Regions from separate parts of the Sus scrofa genome. Here regions 2 and 3 are each linked to region 1. The links are chromatin contacts, called in public HiChIP or PLAC-seq and promoter capture Hi-C maps. All regions are on one chromosome and are shown on one strand. The core of a region is the stretch at or near the end of the contact, and the rest is flanking DNA. Distances in the headings are between cores, read along the strand shown. Region 1 holds the start of TATDN2 (putative deoxyribonuclease TATDN2). Region 2 holds the start of IRAK2 (interleukin-1 receptor-associated kinase-like 2). Region 3 holds the start of VHL (von Hippel-Lindau disease tumor suppressor).

The links. Promoter capture Hi-C pulls out the DNA fragments that hold promoters and counts their contacts. HiChIP or PLAC-seq counts read pairs in DNA pulled down with a chosen protein or histone mark.
Region 2: a promoter capture Hi-C map of fetal skeletal muscle shows a contact between it and region 1, with 2.4 times the contacts expected there. The contact joins the promoter of IRAK2 here to the promoter of TATDN2 in region 1. A contact is called at or near these places in 2 of 5 promoter capture datasets (fetal skeletal muscle and liver), 4 of 47 Hi-C or Micro-C datasets (blood, embryonic fibroblasts, heart right ventricle and 1 more) and 1 of 2 datasets of contacts at active chromatin or transcription factors (alveolar macrophages).
Region 3: a contact with region 1 is called in an H3K27ac HiChIP or PLAC-seq map of alveolar macrophages. The contact joins the promoter of VHL here to the promoter of TATDN2 in region 1. A contact is called at or near these places in 2 of 5 promoter capture datasets (fetal skeletal muscle and liver), 2 of 47 Hi-C or Micro-C datasets (embryonic fibroblasts and skeletal muscle) and 1 of 2 datasets of contacts at active chromatin or transcription factors (alveolar macrophages).

What each region holds. Positions count from the first base shown.
Region 1 is chr13:66,418,755-66,423,099 of Sscrofa11.1, forward strand. TATDN2 (putative deoxyribonuclease TATDN2) reads left to right here and starts at 2,718. Exons shown (of 9, transcript XM_003132363.6): 1 at 2,718-3,453; 2 at 3,585-3,825; 3 at 3,828-3,991. The coding sequence starts at 3,591.
Region 2 is chr13:66,347,761-66,352,189 of Sscrofa11.1, forward strand. IRAK2 (interleukin-1 receptor-associated kinase-like 2) reads left to right here and starts at 2,846. Exons shown (of 13, transcript XM_021069319.1): 1 at 2,846-3,058. The coding sequence starts at 2,965.
Region 3 is chr13:66,331,632-66,335,955 of Sscrofa11.1, forward strand. VHL (von Hippel-Lindau disease tumor suppressor) reads left to right here and starts at 2,904. Exons shown (of 3, transcript XM_003483214.4): 1 at 2,904-3,257. The coding sequence starts at 2,960.

The DNA.
Region 1 (4,345 bases), core at 1,468-3,967:
GACGCCGCTCAGATCTGGTGTTGCTGTGGCTGTTGTGTAGGATGGCAGCTGAAGCTTTGATTCAACCCCTAGTCTGCAAACCTCCATATCTGGGGGTGTGGCCCTAAAAAGTGGAAAAAAATCACCCCTTTGGCAGCTCCCCACTTGCAGGGACATCCACAATCCTCTCTGAGTGTGCTGCTTTATTTCCAAACTGCTTCCCTGTGTATTGTCCCAGAAGTGCTCTGTTTGCCTCTTTGAAACATTCTTGCTTGAAAGGGACAAGAATCAAGATAGCTCTACTGGAGTTCCCATTGTGGTACAGTGGAAGCAAATCCAACTAGGAACCATGAGGTTGCCGGTTCATCCCTAGCCCTGTTCAGTGGGTTGAGGATCCAGCGTTGCCATGAGCTGTTGTGTAGGTTACAGACGTGGCTCAGATCTGTCGTTGCTGTGGCTCTGGCATAGGCAGGCGGCTACAGCTCTGATTCAACCCCTAGTCTGGGAACCACCGTATGCCACAGGTGCGGCCCTAAAAAGACAAAGGCCAAAAAAAAAAAAAAAAAGAAAAAAAAAGGTAGCTCTATTTCTAGCCTCTAGCTCCTGGTTGCCTAGTGGCTGGGATTCCTGGTTTTCACCCATGCCACCCAGGTTCAGTTCTTAAGCAGGAAATGAAAATCTCGCTTCGAGCCATTACTCACTGCTGACTATCTGAGTTCAATTAGGGAAATGAAAATCAAAACCACAATGAAATAAGCACTCACACTTGCTTGGATGGCTGGGTGAAAAAGGCAGACAAGTGTCAGGAAGATATGGAGAAATTAGGGCCCTCACACATTGCTGGTGGGATTGTAAAATGGCCAGCCACTCTGGAAAGCAGTTGGAAGTTCCTCAAAAGGTTAAACATAGTTTCCATATGACCTAGCAATTCCACTCAGATATCAATCTAAGAGAAATGAAAACATGTTCATATAAAAACGTGCACACCAGTGTTCATAGCAGCAATATTCCTAATAGCCATGGGTAGATAAAACCCAAATGTCCTTCAATAGATGAACAGAATGAGCTACATCCATACAATGGAATATTTTTCAGCCATAAAAAATGAAGTACTTGGAGTTCCCACTGTGGTTCAGCAGAAACAAATCTGACTAGCATTCATGAGGATGCAGGTTTGATCCCTGGCCTCTATCAGTGGGTTAAGGATCTGGCATTGCTGTTAATTGTGGTGTAGGTTGCAGACATGGCTCTCATCTGGTGAGGCTGTGGTGGCTGTGGTAGGCCAGTGGCTACGGCTCCAACTGGACCCCTAGCCTGGGAACCTCCATATGCCATGGGGGTGGCCCTAAAAAGACAAAAAAAAGGACTGATGCATACTACATGGGTGAATCTTGAAAAGATAATGCTAAGAAGCCAATTATATATAATTCCATTTTTATGAAATGTCTAGAACAGTCAAAGCCATGGAGATAAACCAAGTGTGTGTGTGTACTTGGGGGTGGGTGTGAGTTGCTTTCTGGAGGGGAGTGGTAATGAAAACAAGATTTTAGGGTAACGAAATGTTCTAAAATTAGATTACAGTACTGGTTGGACAACTCTGATTACATAAAATTACCCATAGAATTATATATCAGTGAACTTCATGCTATGTAAATTGCATCTCAGTAAAGCTGTTAGAAATACAAATACACAGTGGTTACTCTGACATATTTAATAATTTTTTTATCTTAAGGCTCCGCTTCTCTCTCATTTATTATATATATATTTTTTTTCTTTTTTTCTACAGATATTTTCACTCATGCTCTGGATCCTGTGTTTTTTCACATCTTCTTCAACAGTACTTTTGGATTACTTCATTCTTTTTGCCGGGTATTCTTTTGTATGGGTATTCTGTAATTTATGTGACTAGCCTCACTCACCGGATACTGTTTTCATTCTTGCTACTACAGGGCCGCCTTCCAAAATGTTACACCAATTTACCGTCAATTGGTGATATATGGGGGCACTTTGCCCCACATCCTTAGCTACAAATGATATTCTCATGCTTTTTGATCATTGCTAATCTAATGAGTGAAAACAATTTTATTTGCACTTTTTAAATGAGCCATTTTTTCATGTTAGCCTTGGTGATTTGTTTCTGTTCATCGGGTCATTTCCTTCGCCCACTAAATTATCTTCTTGCCAGAGTTTTAGCGTAGTTTAGGACATCAGTCCTTTGTCATGTGTTGCCAATATTTTTCCAAGTTTGTATGTTGTCTTTTAACTTTGTCTTTTTTTTTTTTTTTTTTGCGAGGGGTAGCTTTCTCCCTCTCTCTCGGCTTCTAATTTCTAATTCCAATTCTTTCATTTTCCGGGTTTGTCACTTGGTCTCTGAGCCAGTTTCCTCCTGTGTAAATGGGCTGATGAGGTTGGTGTCGGTTCACGAGCGCATCCAGATCAGAATGCGTCCGGCTAAGCGGAGGGAAAGCGTTGAGCAGCAGAGAGCCGCAATCTGAGAACCCGGGATCGCCAACGCCCCCTACCTCCATCGCTGGCAGACCTGAGACACTGCGGCCCAGCCTCAGCTTCGCGCTCTTACAGCACACGTGAGTGGCCCTGCCGGGTCTAGCGTCCAACCAATGAATGAGCTTCGTAAGGCGTAGGGCCCCGCCTCCCAGCCTCCTGACCAGCAGGCAAGCTCCGTCTTGCTTGGAGTCCCGCCTCTTTCCATTTGAGCAATGGGCGTTCTTCGTTCAGCGCAAGACCCGCCCCCGTCGCACGCCGGAGCTGCGAGCCGTAGGGCTCGTTCCGGGAGGCGGACGCAGCGAAGGCTAGTGTGGTCCGAGCTCCGGAGAAGCAAGGCCAGCCCCGCGGGGCTAAGGCTGTCAGCGAGCAGGCGGCCGGTGCGAAACCTCAGGGCCGTGGGGGGGGGGTGCGGGGTCGACGTCTGGGCCGCTGCAGCAGGGACCAAAGGCGGGGCGGGGCGGGCCCAGGGGCGCCCTAAGCAGGCGGACTGGTACGCCGCCGGCTTCTGAAGGGCGGCTCAACCCCTTGCGGCCCGGGGCTGGTCGGCGGGGCCGCGGGGGCAGGGCGGACTGCACGCCGGGTCCCGCCCTGCTCTGCGGCCCGTGCTCGGCGTTCCGGGCCTCCGGGCCGCGCGCCCGACTAGGGACTGCGGGTCTGGCCTCCAGGTGTGGATCTAACAGCTCCCTGTGGCCTTTCGGAGAGCTCTGACACCTTTGAAAGGCTTTGTATCGCCAGCTCCATCGTAGTCCCGGAAACGCTTTGACATCTGCAAAGTAGCTCTGTGCAAACTGAAGCGCTTGGTAATCGCGGAAGCACGTTGTGGGCTTGGAAACCGAATCGAACGAAGCCTTTGGTAAATCCTGGGATCATTTGGAATTCTCTGAAGCGCTTTGGAATCGCACACATTCGAAGCGCTTTGGCATCTCTGAAGCCTTGAACTGTGATGGGCAGTGGAAAGAAGGGGGAAAGGTCAGTGAGGCCAGACCCTGGCTCTGACAAATTGGCTTGCCCTACCCCAGGGGATCCTGGGATGGCGGGAGTCTGAGGAGCGGCTGCCAGCAGGCCTGGTGGTGGACTCCAGCCCCCTCTTTACCTTGCAGGTGCCCATGGCGTCGGAGCGGCGCAAGGTCAAGTACCACTGGAGCAGCACTTCGGAGCGGAGTTCCCGCAAGCGCAGCTGCCTCCGGGAGCCCAGTGATGTGGCCCCCTCCAGCCGGCCAACTCACAGCTCTGCAGCGCGTTCTGGAGGGGCCAGCAGCCCCAAGCGCCTGAAAGCCCAGAAGGAGGAAGATGTGGCCTGCTCGCCGAGGTTGTCCTGGGGCTCATCCCGCCGCAGAAGTTCCTCTCTTCTTCCTCCTCCCATTCCTCTGGCCCAGGTGTGGGTGGGGCCGCCTCCAAGGGAGGCCTGATTCGGAGCTCACAGGGGTTCCTTTCGTCAGGGGACTCCCCTGGCAAACCCTCTCTAGAAGAAATGGCTTCTCTAGAGGAGGAAACCTGCAGCCTTAAGGTAAGTGGCCTCAACGCCTAGCAAACGTTGAAGCTCTTTCCGCTTGGCTTGATATGTCGGGGGTGGGACTTTTTTTTGTTTGTTTGTTTTTGTTTTTGGTGAAAGGATACCAAAAAAAGATCTTGTCTCTTACGGTCTTGGGGTCTTCCCAGAGGTTGAAGCGCAGACTGCAAGACCAGGGGATGGCCTAAATACCGTGAAGAGATGGTTTGCAAACTTGGCAGCACTTTGGTACTATAAAATTCTTGTGCCTTTCTACCCTTGATCCAATTATGTTGATGTGGGCGGAGCTTCCAGGTATGTAACTATTCCTCAGGTGCCTGTAACCGTCAGTCAGCATGGAGACTCGCTGCG
Region 2 (4,429 bases), core at 1,596-4,095, 71 kb before region 1:
GAATCTCTCCTTCAGGAGTTCCTGTCGTGGCTCAGCAGTACTGACCCAACTAGTATCTATGAGGATGTGGGTTTGATCCGTGGCCTCGCTTAGTGTGTGAGGGATCTGGCATGGCCATGAGCTGTGGCATAGGTTGCAGACGCAGTTCGGATCCCGAGTTGCTGGGGCTGTGATGTAGGCTGGCAGCTACAGCTCTGATTTGACCCCTAGCCTGGGAACTTCTATATGATGTGAGTGCAGCCCTAAAAAGACCAAAAAACAAAAACAAAAACAAAAAACAAACAAACAAAAAACCAATCAACCAAAAAACAAAAAAACAAAAAACTCTCCTTCAACCACTGCTGCAACACAAGACACCCCTGAAGAGTAGTCTCAGAACTCTGGAACATCAGTGACTCCTTACTGGGCTCAGCACTTTACAGTTTATCCTGAGCATTTTGGGGTCCATTTAAGCTTCATAGAAATCCTTCAAAGTGGGTGAGTCAGGATACTCAATTTACAAAAGAAAAAAACTGCCAACTGGCTTAAGGATAAAGAACCAGATTGTGGATGAACAAGGACCAGTATCCCGGTAGGACTCCAAGGTCAGTGGGTGTTCTTCTCAATATTATTGGGAATTCTTTTGTGGCACAGCAAGTTAAGGATCCAGTGTGTTGTCACTGCAGAGGCTTGGGTTGCTGCTGTGCCTCAGGTTCAATCCCTGGCCCAGGAATTTCCACATGCCGCCGGCATGACGGGAAAAAACAAAACAAAACAAAAAAACAAAACCAACAAACCAACAATATTATCAATGGCAGCTACCACTTTCTGTCTTTTTTTTTTTTTTTTTTTTTTTTTGGTCTCTATAGGGCCATACCCACAGCATATGGAGATTCCCAGGCTAGGGGTCTAATCGGAGCTGTATCCACCAGCATATGCCAGAGCCACAGCAACATGGGATCTGAGCTTCATCTGCAACCTACACCACAGGTCACAGCAACACCGGATCCTTAACCCACTGAGTGAGGCCAGGGATTGAACCCGCAATCTCATGGTTCATAGTTGAATGCGTTAACCACTGAGCCACGACAGGAACTCCTGGCAGCTATCACTTTTTGACCACAGTCTTTGTGCAAGGAAGACCCTGTCTAAATTGATGTAATCAACAATTGATTATAAACTAATCAATTGTATTTTCTGTAGATTGATTTAATCCTCTTCCCTTGCTCACAAGGCCATAGGAATGATTACTCCCACTTTAAAGATGTAGAAATCAAGGAGTTCCTGCTGTGGTGCAGTGGGTTAAGGATCTGGCATTGCTGCAGCTGCAGTGTAGGTCATTGCCATTGCCACAGCTGTGATGTAGGTCGTAACCTATAGGCTTGGATCTGACCCCTGCCCTGGGAACTCCATGTGCCAAGAGGCAGCCAAAAAATAAAAAATTAAAAAATAAATTTCATTTTTGTTTCCTTCTTCTTTCAACAGCCGATGTTTAGGGCTCCAAAGAGGTGCTCAGTCTGCCCTCAATGATGCTGCTTAACTCCTTGGAATCCACTTACTTTTTTTTTTTTTCCCCAGGCCTGTGGCATGGGGAAGTTCCCGAGCTAGGGATCATACTTGTGCCACAGTAGTGACTTGTGCCACAGTAGTGACAATGCCAGATCCTTAACCCAACAGGCCACCAGGGAACTCCAGAACCCATTTACTTTTGTGTAAAAAAGGGATTAATAATATTTGTAACACAGGATTATGAGAATCACATAAAATGATTTCCACAAAGCACATTGCAGGTGTAGATAAATGGTAGTTATTACAATAAAGAGGCAGTTTGTAGCTAATGGTCAGACTGGATTCCAGCTCTGCCACTTTGTACCGCTGATTTTAGGCAAGTTATTTGACTGTTCTGTGTCTCAGTTTCCTCATGTGTACGTTGAGGGAGACACATAAGATCATTTTAAGTAAAATAAGCCTGGTGAAGTTTGCCCATCATAAATGCTTAATAAAATTAGCAGTTACATTCTTCTACCCTACTTAATAATAATTCAGTTTGCTCCCCAGTTCCTCTCACCATACTCTGCTTTGCCCCAATAGTATTTATCACCTTCTAAGACAGTGAATAATGGAATTAGCCACTCTCCTGCCCTCTTTTACAGTACTCTACTTTTATTCCCAAACATTACCTATTACCTTCTAAAGAGCTAAATTATTTACTTATTTAGCATTTTATTGCTTGTTGTGTTATCTCCATCCAAGGCAGGAATTTTGCCCTGTTTTCTTCAGAAGGATCCCCAGCACCTAGAACAGTGCATAGTATGGAGGAGGGAATCAGTAAATATTAGCCATTATAATCACAGTCTATCCTCACCATCCTATTTAGTATAGAGTCTTTTCCCTGTTTGCTCTAACTCCTGATTCCTCTTAAAGAACTTTTTTTCTCTTTTGCAATATCACTTACTACCTCTTAGCATTCTAAGTAACTTACTTATTCAGTATCTTTATTTATTGCTAGTTCTGGCCCCACTCCGGTCCATCTAGATTGTAAGTCCCATAAGTACAAGGACTTTATAAAGTTTTCTCCCCTTATGCATGTTCAACACCTAGACAGTGCCTGACATATAGCAGGTAATTAATAGACTATCCGTTGAATGAATCATATATGGTGGAGCGCCAAAAACCCTAGAAGTGGAGTCAGAAGTTCTCTCGGGACTGTCACTGGATTCCCAGGTGGCCTTAAACGTGTTGCCTCCCAAATATGGGTTGGTTTCCCCTCCCGGCTGGGATCCTCCTAGTTTCACAGCCGCTCAGCCCGCCGGGAGGCGTCATGCCCTCGGTGGCCGCTGGGGGCGATCGCACACAGGGAAGCCCCGCCCACTTCCCGGGCGGCCGACGGGGGTGCATCTCCCCGCCTGCAGCTAGAGAAGCTGAGTCCAGCCGAGTTCGACTCATTTGTCTGCGAGCCTTCCCGCCGGCCCGCGAAGCCCGGCCATGTCCTGCTACATCTACCAGCTGCCCTCCTGGGTGCTGGACGACCTGTGCCGCAACATGGACACGCTGAGCGAGTGGGACTGGATGCAGTTCGGTGAGTTGTCCCCCTGCGACCCCGCTCAGCCCTCTCCCCACCTCTGTTTATGTGAATCCTGATCCGAGGGGCTTTCGGCGCTGCCGTCCTGGACCCGAGCCTCGCTGTTCCCCGGACAGGCACTGCCCCCTCTCTGGAGCCCAATGTGGTCCTCGGGAAGGTGTTAGGTGATCGTGGACGAGTTCTGCTATTACTCTGTTGCTGAGTAATGTCAGGCTCGACTTGCCTGGTTACAGTAAAGCTTAAACTGATTCCTGTCAGAAATGACTGGTTCTTTTTGTGTGCTCGGCCCCATGTAAGCACCTGACACGGCTTATCTCATTTAATTCCCACAGCGGCCTGGGATTTAGAGGTAGAGTCATTCGCGGAAGCGGATGGGTGGGGTAAGACATTGCTAAGTGGTAGAGTGGGATTTGAACCCCGTATCTGGCCCTGCCAGGATATTGCTTGTCCTTGGTGTAATTTGTTTGCGCCTGGTGATAGGCTGAGGTTTTGGCATCCGGGGGAGGCTGCGCAGCAGTGTAGCCCTCATGCGCCCAGAGGTCTGTATCCCAGTCTCCATCTCATCCGAGCTGGTGACTTTGGGCAAGTTGCTTAACCTCTCTGGGCCTCAGCTTCTTAATCTGCAAACTGGAGGTGGTGGTTAGAAAAAACTGTATAAAAAGCACTTGACCCCTTTTGTCAGATTCTTGTAAGTAATAAGGAAGTGTTAATTATAATTCTTAGTTTTATGTTTTAAGTCGGTGTGACTGGTGCCACTTTATTTTTTATTTTTTGTTTTTTTTTTTTGTCTTTTGTTGTTGTTGTTGTTGCTATTTCTTGGGCCGCTCCCGCGGCATATGGAGGTTCCCAGGCTAGGGGTCCAATCGGAGCTGTAGCCACCGGCCTACGCCAGAGCCACAGCAACGCGGGATCCGAGCCACGTCTGCAACCTTCACCACAGCTCACGGCAACGCCGGATCGTTAACCCACTGAGCAAGGGCAGGGACCGAACCCGCAACCTCATGGTTCCTAGTCGGATTCGTTAACCACTGCGCCACGACGGGAACTCCCACTTTATTTTTTAAGTAGTATCTATATGTTCTTTATTTTTTCCTTTTTTAAATTTATTTTTTCATTTTTTCACATTTTGCTAAAGTATAGTTAATTTATATTTTTAAAATTGAGATGATATATGCCATTTGTACAAAGAGTATATAATATACACTGGAAAGAGTAATAATAAAATGAATATGTATATGTTATCCATCCAGTTTGAAGAAAATAGTATATACATTTTAACCTAATTGTTCTCAACCAGTGGTGATTTTGCCCTCTTAGGGGATATATGTGGCTATCTGGAGACTTTTTTTTTTCCTTTTTTAGGGCCAT
Region 3 (4,324 bases), core at 1,654-4,153, 87 kb before region 1:
TGCTGCAACCTCTGCCACACCTGTGGCAGCCCCAGATACTTTAACCCACTGCACCAGGCTGGGGATCGGAACCCACACCTCCACAGCAACCTGAGCTGTTGCAGTTGGATTCTTAACCCACTGTGCCACAGTGGGAACTCCAAGAATTGTATTTCTAAACTCCTTTACTTGTGGATTTGATTGAGAACAGCTGCCCAGGGGTGTAGCCAAAAACAAACAAAAAAGCCTAACTGTTCCATTCTGCCTGCTATTTCTTTTTTCTTTTCTTTTCTTTCTTCTTCTTCTTTTTTCTTTTTCTTTTTGTTTGTTTGTTTTTTAGAGCTGCACTTGAGGTATATGGAAGTTCCCAGGCTAGGGTCGAATTGGAGCTGTAGGTGCTGGCCTACACCACAGCCATAGCAACTCAGGATCTGAGCTGCACCTTAGACTTCCACCACAGCTAATAGCAACACTAGATCCTTAACCCACTGATTGAGGCCAGGCATCAAACCCGCATCCTCATGGATACTACTCAGATTAGTTTCTGCTGAGCCACAATGGGAACTCCCCCTGATATTTCTTTTAAATGTTAGGTCTGTGGGCTCTGTTAGGTATAGTGCTGGTCTATGGTCATAAATATGTGTCCCTTCTTGGCTTGGGCCATCAGGTGGGTTTTCAGTAAGTGGTAGGCCTGTAAGAGTCCTGGGCTTGGAGGCAGTGAGTATAAAATCAATGAGAAACAGATTTCCTGCTGTGGCCCAGCGGGTTTCAAACCTGACTAGTATCCATGAGGATATGGGTTCAATCCCTGGCCTCACTCATTGGGTTAAGGATCTGGCGTTACCATGAGCCGTGGTGTAGGTCGTAGACACGGCTCGAATCTGGCATTGCTCTGGATGTGGTGTAGGCCTCAGCTACAGCTCCGAATCAACCCCTAGCCTGGGAACTTCCATATGACACAGGTGTGGCTCTAAAAAGAAAAAAAAAAATCAATGAGAAACAAACTGGGTTGGGGAATCAGTGCCTACTGTGGGGTCTGCCCAGTCTCCTCATGGGCCTTGGCCCTGATCTGACACACAGGCTGGGTATTTGTACGATGGGAATTGGGAAGGCAAAACTCAGTTTTTATTCAAAGTACATCTCAGCCATTAACCCCTCTGGGGAAGATCTACCTAATTCTTTTCAGCTCAGCTAGTCACCTTCCACCTGTTCTTTTATAGCTATTAATAAAACATGTTCTACATCTATACTTCAATAAAAAAATTAAAAACAATCTACATGTCCTATACTTTCCCAGGAGCCCAGCAGATTTTGAGGGTAGAGACAGTACTTTACTCCTCTTTATGAATAGTAACTGCCACTTTTTGCTGCTTGCTTTGGGCTAGGCATTGAATACTTCCACTTAGTTCATACTTATAGGACATAGGTACTTCTTAAAAATGCCAATTTCAAATATGAATAATTAAAGTCTCAGAGAATTAAGGAGTTTTGCCCAAGATTGAAGTAAGAGTTTTAAGTAAGGGACACCCCCCACACACACCCCTGCCTTTTCACCTATGCTGGCCTCATACCATCCTTCTTGTAATTCTGTAGCAACTTCATGCCCTATGTCCAAGCTAGCAGCCCTGCTAATAGTGAGTGATCCAAGCATTGCTTATCAGTTTTGCTTCTGCAACCTTGCTTGCTCAGTTTCTTAGGCAGGAACACTGTCTGCTAGGGGAAAGGGGAGGTCCCTGGCTGCTTACATGGAAAGAACAAGACGCTGTATTGTATAAAAGCTGCTGAGACCAAAGACCTGGTGCTCAGACTCTGGAGCCTGAGCTCCTCTGAGCCTGCACAGGGGCTGAATAAACCCTTCTTTTGTCTGCATCTCCAAGTGCCCTTTGTCTCCTTCCGCTGCCAGGGTTTCTGCAATAAGATCACATACTTGAAGCTAAACCTGGAATGAGAACCCAGGTGGGTACGAATTACAGAGTGCAGAGACTGAACTATGAAAATGATTCCCTTTTCAGTTTCCTTTAATCTTTCTAATTATGTCCAGAAAAAAATTGACTTAACAACTAAACACTCAGTATCTAACATCTAACGCCTGGCTGTTTAAGAAGAGTGCAGGCTCAGCGCCTTTACGTTTGTTTAATAGATAAAACCCGGTAACTTGTTTTGAGATTAGTTCCACTGTACCCTTCTATAGTAAATGAATTTCCATTGACTGTAGTGATATTAAATTCCTTTTTGAAGTTCCCACTGTGACCTAACAGGATTGGCAGCATCTCTGAAGCGCCAGGACACAGGTTTGTGGGTTAAAGGATCCAGCGTCGCTGCACCCGCAGTATAGGTCGCAATTGCAGCTCAGATCTGATCTCTGGCCCAGGAACTGCATGCCCAGGTGGCGAAAAAAAAAAAAAAAAAAAATTCCTAAACATGTTTAATTGCTTGCGTATGTGTAGAACAACTTGGAAGGGAAGAACAAAAAAACTGATGATATTTGTTGCCTCCAGGGACCTCTAGGCGGCTGGGGGAAGTGGGATGATAGCTAAATTTTCACTTTATTCTACTTTTCTGTGCAAAATTCGAATTTTGTGACCCAAAATGGAGACAAAAGAGAAAAATGATCAATGAGAAAATTATTAAACAGCGCAGATGTTGGGCAGGATATAACAAAAACCACGAAGGTCTTAAGAGAATGAATGGAGCTAAAGAACGCTGTGCCAAAAACGTATGGGTCGCACATGAATCCAACTTATACGGGAAACCGGGCATCCGGATAGCCAGTGATAGCCTCGGCCTCAGCAAGGTCTCGGCCCCTGCTTAGAGGATGCACCTGCGCATGCGCGCAGCCTCAAACCAGCCATCTTAGGGGGTGTAGCCCACCCTCTCCATCGAGCGCGCGCGAAAACAGCGCGCAGGCCCGGGGACGCGCACGCACGCCCCGCCCCCGCCCCGCCCGGCGAGGCCCGGGTAGTCCAGGCTGTCCGACGTAATGCCCCGGAAGGCTGGGAAGGCGGGGAACGCGGAAGAGGCCCGGGCCGGCGCGGAGGAGGCGGGCGCCGAGTCTGGCACGGAAGAGTCTGACTCCAAAGAGCTGGGCGCCAAGGAGATGGAGGCCGGGCGGTCCCGGCCTGTGCTGCGCTCGGTGAATTCGCGGGAGCCGTCCCAGGTCATCTTCTGCAACCGCAGCCCGCGCGTCGTGCTGCCCGTGTGGCTCAACTTCGACGGCGAGCCGCAGCCCTACCCGACGCTCCCCCCCGGCACGGGCCGCCGCATCCACAGTTACCGAGGTAGGTTGGCCGGGGTCGTCCTGTCGCGCCGGGCCGCGCCGCCGCTTTGTCCCCGTGGGCAGCGAGCGCCTGCCGTCGCCCGTGCTGAGCTGCGCCCAGTGCTCCAGGCCTGATAACAACGGCAACCAACGGTGGCACGTCTCACCGAGTCCCCTCCCGATCCGGGAAGGCAGATGCTATTGTCGTTAGTATTCCCATTTTACCCTTGAGTAACTGAGGCCCCAGAGAGGTTGACGCTGCCAGTACGTGACAGCCCATTGTTCTAAAACTGAATAATTTGCATTTGATGATGGCCACATGTGTATTCCATCCCTGACGCCCATTTGTTCTGTATGTGAAGGGGAGAATCTCATATCCTCTGATGTGCCCAGTGGGCCAGCTCCGCCTCAGATCCCTGCGTTCATGAAGTACATGGTCCAGTGCAGTAGACGAGACAAATGCATAAATAGATAAGAACTAGCCAGTGTCCTAAGTGTTGTGGTTGGAGCAGAGTTCGGCGGGGCACCAGCTCAGAGAAAGGGAGGGGTGTGCGCTTTCGGAGAAGAAAGAGAATTCTGCAGGGTTTGAATGGGATCTAACCAACCGGGTTAGGAGGTGAGAGTAATAGGCAGAGTGAACCTACCACCTGGGGTCTTGGGGAGAGGAGAGGGTATGGAATGGTGGGAGAGGAAGCCTGAAAGTTTACTTTATCCCTGAGAAATGGGGCCATTGAAAGTTTTAAGCAGGGAATGGCGTTGCCAGACATAACACTGAAAAGCTTACCAGGTGGCAAAGTGGTTTGGAGGGGAAAGACTACTGGTAAAGGTTAAGAAACTGTCCTAGTAACCCAGGTGGGGGATATCTAGGCTTTACTGCCCAAGGAGGCAGTCATCTTCCTTGGCTTTCAAGAAGAGAAGTTAATACTTGCTTAATTTTCACTACCTTCCTTGCAAGATTTTTTTTTTTTTTTTTTTTTTTGGTCTTTTTAGGGTCGCACCCGAGGCATATGGAGGTTCTCAGGCTGGGGGTCCAATTGGAGCTGTAGCCACCTGCCTGCACCACACCCACAGCAATTCGGGATCTGAGCT